Linked DNA regions of Mus musculus: region 1 is linked to region 2. The links are chromatin contacts, called in public promoter capture Hi-C maps. All regions are on one chromosome and are shown on one strand. Each heading gives the region's core, a stretch centred on a gene start, on an enhancer-like site or on the middle of the called end of the contact. The rest is flanking DNA. Distances are from core to core; before and after follow the strand shown.

The links. Capture Hi-C pulls out chosen DNA fragments and counts their contacts.
Region 1: a promoter capture Hi-C map of adipose tissue shows a contact between it and region 2. The contact joins two enhancer-like sites. A contact is called at or near these places in 3 of 484 Hi-C or Micro-C datasets (double positive thymocytes, effector CD8 T cells and embryonic stem cells), 2 of 115 datasets of contacts at active chromatin or transcription factors (effector CD8 T cells and embryonic stem cells) and 3 of 9 other capture datasets (adipose tissue, liver and pancreatic islet).

The regions. Positions count from the first base shown.
Region 1 is chr17:86,821,176-86,823,952 of GRCm38.p6, forward strand. Epas1 (endothelial PAS domain protein 1) reads left to right here. Exons shown (of 16, transcript NM_010137.3): 8 at 2,505-2,652. Among named protein-coding and RNA genes, the nearest start is that of Epas1, 69 kb to the left of the region's middle. Within about 2 kb of position 1,461, at least 9 of the 459 cell types and tissues checked have an H3K27ac peak or open chromatin away from gene starts, as enhancers often do. A contact at or near this core is called in adipose tissue, where this site is marked.
Region 2 is chr17:86,730,851-86,733,550 of GRCm38.p6, forward strand. No RefSeq gene overlaps it. Among named protein-coding and RNA genes, the nearest start is that of Epas1, 22 kb to the right of the region's middle. Within about 2 kb of position 1,446, at least 230 of the 459 cell types and tissues checked have an H3K27ac peak or open chromatin away from gene starts, as enhancers often do. A contact at or near this core is called in adipose tissue, where this site is marked.

The DNA.
Region 1 (2,777 bases), core at 211-2,710, 90 kb after region 2:
CAACATAATGTAGTCAGAGAGGATCCATGGCCCCTGGAATCAAAAGACCGATGATCTAAACACTATGACTGTTATTCTGTGCAAAGTGAAGCAAACACAGCCTTCCTAGGCTGCGTTTCCTTGTGTTAGAGGGTGCTGTCTCTCCTCCCTCCTGCACAGGAGTCCATTTAAAAGATTAGATGAAGATAAGACAATCAAAGTGGCAAAACAATCTGACTACTTCTGATAATAAAAACATGGTCTTCAGCAGATAATCTAGAAGTTTCTTACCTTGTTACACCCCCATGAAAAAGAAAGCCACGTTCTTTTGGATGTGGATTTGGATACAGATGTCTATTGCACTTTTATTCACAACGGGAAACTCAAACATCCAGGTCAAAGGAATAAACTGGCCATGGTACACCCAGGGAGACACTTCTCTCCCACGAATCACAGAAACACCCACAACCTCAGGAACACGATGCTCAAGGATAATGAAGCCAAACTCAAGAAAGTCTACTCCCATAGACGTCTAGAAAGGACAGGAGACGGTGCCGGGGAAAGATCGGTGATCGTCTGGAATCAGAAGTCAGAACTAGGAGGAGGAGTTAGGCACGTGGGCCATGGGGCAGGTTCAGATGAAGTTTTTGGTCCCTCTGCTGTGGTGATGGCTACTTAGGTGTTTACGTTTGTCAAAACTCACTGTACTATATGCGTGAAATAGTTACCTCTCCATGGGATTAATTAAAATTAATTAATTAAAATTAAAATTAATTAAAATACAATAAAGCTTGTTGTAGAGAGGAAAATGTGTCTAATCTAGACTCTCAAGCCTGAGACTGTGCAAGCTGGCAATCATGTTTAGCCAAAGGACTCTTTCAAGGGCTGCAGTCGCTGTCGATGGGAAGCAGGAGTTTCACACACTGGTAACCCACACCAAGCAAGGCAGCCATGACACTGAACTCCACAGGTGCACTATGTAATGACTGTCACAGGGACTTGAATTTACCTCTCAAGGCAGCGGTGGCTCTGCTGAGCAATGCGCACATGTAATTCTCCATCATTCCTGCTCCTCGCTGCTGTGTGTTAAGATATCCAAGAGGGTAAGATGTGCCAAGGCAGAAGGACTGTGACTGGTGTGACTATGAACAAGGCCATCCCTCATCAGACCATGCAGGACTGATGAGGTGGCCCACGAGCTGACTGGTAGATCCAAGGAGACTGCCTACAGGGAACATAGCTGTTCTCTCCTAGAACCCCAGGACAATTGCCGTAAACAATTCCTAGTAACATAACTGGCACAGTACCTAAGCACTAGGCATTGATAGCTTGTGGAAGAGGAAATTCCTAAACAGTGTTTGTGTAGCCGATGAGGCAGGCAAGTCCATTTGATCTGCAAACAGCAGTAGCCTTCTGGACAGTTAGAAATGACAGTGATGGACATGAGAGGAAACCACACCAGGATTGTTACTTACCCAAAGTCCCCAAGCCAGCAAGACTTCCTGAGCCTCCCATCATTCCTCTTCAGTTCTCTGTGACCTGGGCACTTCTGGGCTGGAGCTCTGAACAATCATTTGGAGGGGGGGGGGGGTGAAAGTCAGTGGACAGTTTAAGAAGCTAACAGACATTTCTAAAATCAGCAGACATGACTGAAAAGGAGCCCTTGAGAGCTCTTTCACAAAAATAAAAATGCATTTGGAAATGGGGAAGAAGACAAACTAGTGTGTGGGACACCCCTTGGTGTTTTTAGACTGTGAAATTGACTACTTAGAATGGCCTAGGAGAGGAAAGAAACTCTAAGCTGGCAGTCTCACGGGGCAGTTGGCAAGTTTAAAGACCTTCCAGTGGCTGAGGCCCTGAATTAACAGTACAGGCCTTTCCCTACTCCAGATAAATAGAGCAGTAGTTTCTCTCAAATTGTATCTGGCTCCTAAGGTAGCAGAAAGTTCAAGGGACACAAAGTTTAAAAAACAAACTTCAGCTGGGTCTTGTGACACAGCTCTTGAGTTGAGTCCCAGTTATTCAGGGGGCTAAGGCAGAAGAATGGTTTAAGGCCCGCCTAGACTTCAGAGGGAGTTCAAGGACAACCTGACTAATGCATCAAAATAACAGAAAGGACTGGGGCTGGAGCTCCGTGGACGAGCACTTGCCCAGCCCTGTTCTGTCCTCCACAGTCAGGGAATGGGACGGGGCTGCAGCCCTGCGGTCCACCTTCCAGATGTGGTCTGCTACCTTCAGGAGGTGAAGTCAGTAGGGTGCTGCTCCCTGGTTGACTGGGAGTCACTCCTGCACTGGGCAGGCAAACATCTGCTTTCCTTCAGAACTCCTATTCCCATTTTTTGAAACGAAGAGTTGGCTGAAATGATCTCCCCCTCCCCCAACCCTCTCACTGTTCCTGGCCTTGGCATCCATCTGGCAGCTCTGTCCATCCCCCTCCCCGGGCAGGTGACACTTCCTGTGGGGTTAGAGTGTGTGCTGCACACCACTCCTGCACCTCTCTTACCTCTGGCTCCTTTCTTCACTAGTGTGCACCAAGGGGCAGGTGGTATCTGGCCAGTACCGGATGCTAGCCAAACACGGAGGATATGTGTGGCTGGAGACCCAGGGGACGGTCATCTACAACCCCCGCAACCTGCAGCCTCAGTGTATCATGTGTGTCAACTATGTGCTGAGGTGAGTCGAGGAGGGAGCAGCCAGCCTCTCGGGACCCTGGGCAGTACCTCCACATGCTGGCTGTGGTGTGGATCCTTCTAACTGGGAGGGCTCTATATTGAGGTCTTAGGAACAGAGCTCTAGCG
Region 2 (2,700 bases), core at 196-2,695:
ATAGGATGGAAATAAACCCTACAGGAAGCCGAGTAACCAGTGCTGACCCTTTGCGTAGCAAAGCAGCTGTACAGCTCTGGAGACTCCAGAGAGTCTAGAAAGCTCCTTCTTGAGGCTGGTGTGATGACTCAGGGGCTTACGGGCGAAGAGCATAGACTATTCTTGCAGAGGAGCCAAATTCAGTTCCCAGCACCCAAGCTTGCAAATCTAGGCCCAGAGGACCCTCTGTGGGTGCCTGTGCCCACCTGCGTACACGCTCCTCCACGTACACACACTCACATACATGTAATCAAAAAGAGCACAGAACTAATCTTGCTAGAGGTGGTAGTGCATGCCTTTGATCCTAAATTTTAAGAAAAGGTTGGGGGAGAAAGCAAGCAAGTTCCTTTGTCCTCCAGAGGATACCATGGCACCTTGCTCTCCCGGATGATTGAAGACCACTGCCAAAGGTCAAATCCAGGACATTAAGTCAGGAAACCTCCAAGAGGTCGTCATGGAAAAGAAAATTCAAATCTGGCTATTCCTGGTGCTTCTTTCACTTTTTAAAAGACTTTTAAATCGTGAGTATGTGCCTGTGTAACTGCTGCTATCTACAGAGGCCAGACACATCTGATTCCTGGGAGCTAGAGTTCCAGGAAATTGGGCGCTGGGAACCAGACTCAGCTCGTCTACAATGGCAATCTATGTTCTTCACAGCTGAGCCGTCTTGCCAGTCCTTTACTTCAGGTTTAATTGGAAGTACATTGTTTTGTTGTTTGGTTTGGATTTAGTTTTTTTGTTTGTTTGTTTTGTTTTTTTGTTTTTTTTCAAGACATGGTTTCCTCTATGTAGTCCTGGTTCTCCTAGAACTCTCTTTGGATCAGGCTGGCCTTGAACTCACAGATATCCTCCTGCCTCTGCTGGGATTAAAAGGGAGTGCTACTTACCCTGGGGCTTGAAATACTTTTAAGGTTACAGAAAAGTGGGGGAAAAAATTAATAAAGAGCACTCCTACTTTTACTAGCTAAAATTTCAGCCAAGATTTCACACTGCCTCCGATCATTTTATTTAAAAAAAAAAATCGGATGAATTAGCAGCCTTTGTGAGAGTGCCCCGTAACAATCCTAATAGAATGCTGTGGCTTTCTCTTTTTCACTTAAGTCTAAATTAAATCTAAAGCTATGAATCAATACAGGAACACCAGGATAGTTTCAGTGTCATGGGCCCTACTCAGAGGGTCTCCTGTGGCTGTGGAAATGGGTTTGGCAGGGAGCATAGTGACTGGCACAAAGCAACCAAAGGCCCTGGTGACCCCAAGCTGAGAGGAGGCCTGCAAAGGTCGCTTCCTAGAAAGCCCCGCCCAGGCTTCCTCCTCTGCTTGGCCCTTCCTGCAAGCCATTGTCGCTCTGGGAGGACCTAGCCAGCCGGCCTCGCAGGGAGGCATTTCCGGGAGGCACAGAGCAGGCAGCCTGGCAGGGCGGGGCCCACTGAAGGAGGAAGTGCTTGCCGAGGAGTGGCACGTCGCCCTGGGCTATGCCAAGTGCCCTGCTGGGCATGGGGAGGGGACTGTGCCACCACGCTGGGACCAAAAACAGACCTTGAAGGCTTAGAGCAGAGGTGGGGGCATTCCTTCCTGCCTTGATTCCCACAAGTGAAGAAGGTATTTCTTGCTTCTTGTGCATCTTCTTAGGGCTCTGTGTTGAGGAAAAAAATTCATTCATTCATTCATTCAATCAATCATTTATTCAGTCAGTCAGTCATCCATTCACTCACGCTATCCACAAACAATTGCTGAGTGTCATCTGCCTGTTGGGGACAGAGCAAGGAGCAGAGAGCTGGGAGTGAGGACCACAAACATCCTTGCTCTGACTGACAAAGACCAGCAGACATAGTAAGTGCAGCATACACACAGTAGGAATAAGTGGTGCCTGGAGATGGATAAGAGGAGAGAGGAGCAGACAGCTCCCTGGGAAGAGCATTATAGGTGAAGAAAAGAGGAAGGACTGTGCCCAGCTTGGGAAGTCTGGCTGGCAAAAGTGAACTTCCTGTTGGTTTTTCTCTTAGCAATGTGCCCACCACCCCAGTCATAGGGGAGTAGCCATATCTGTGTTTCAGTGGCGCCCATGATTTGCCAGGATAAACTGTATCCACTTGGGCTGGGCTGGTAAGATGGCTCAGTGGTTAAGAGCACTGACTGCTTTTCTTGAGATCCTGAGTTCAAATCCCAGCAACCGCATGGTAGCTAATAACCATCTGTAATGAGATTGGATGCCCTCTTCTGGTGTGTCTGAAGACAGCTACAGTGTATTTACATATAATAAATAAATAAATCATATCCATTTTGGGATGTCTACTGACATCCACATCACTTGAATCCAATTGATCTCTCCAGTTGTGGTCCCCTTCCGGGACCCAGGGCTCTGGGCTCAGTAGGTCCAGACTTCAGACCCAGGTTTCTCCCATGTGTCTCTTCCTCTGAGAGTTTGTACCACATCACATTCTCTGTGGAGCCTCTATCTACTTTCCCCCCTGCCCACTCTAACTCCATCTACTGCATCTATGACACTTGGTGCAGAAATCCACCAGCCAGTGTCTGGCCATAGTACAGTTCTAAGTTGATGCATTCTCAGGTCCCATTGGCCGTGACTGGCTGTATTCCCCTCAAGAGTCCTCAGTAGCCAGCAGCTGGTACAGACTAGGTCTCAATAATGAAATGCAGAA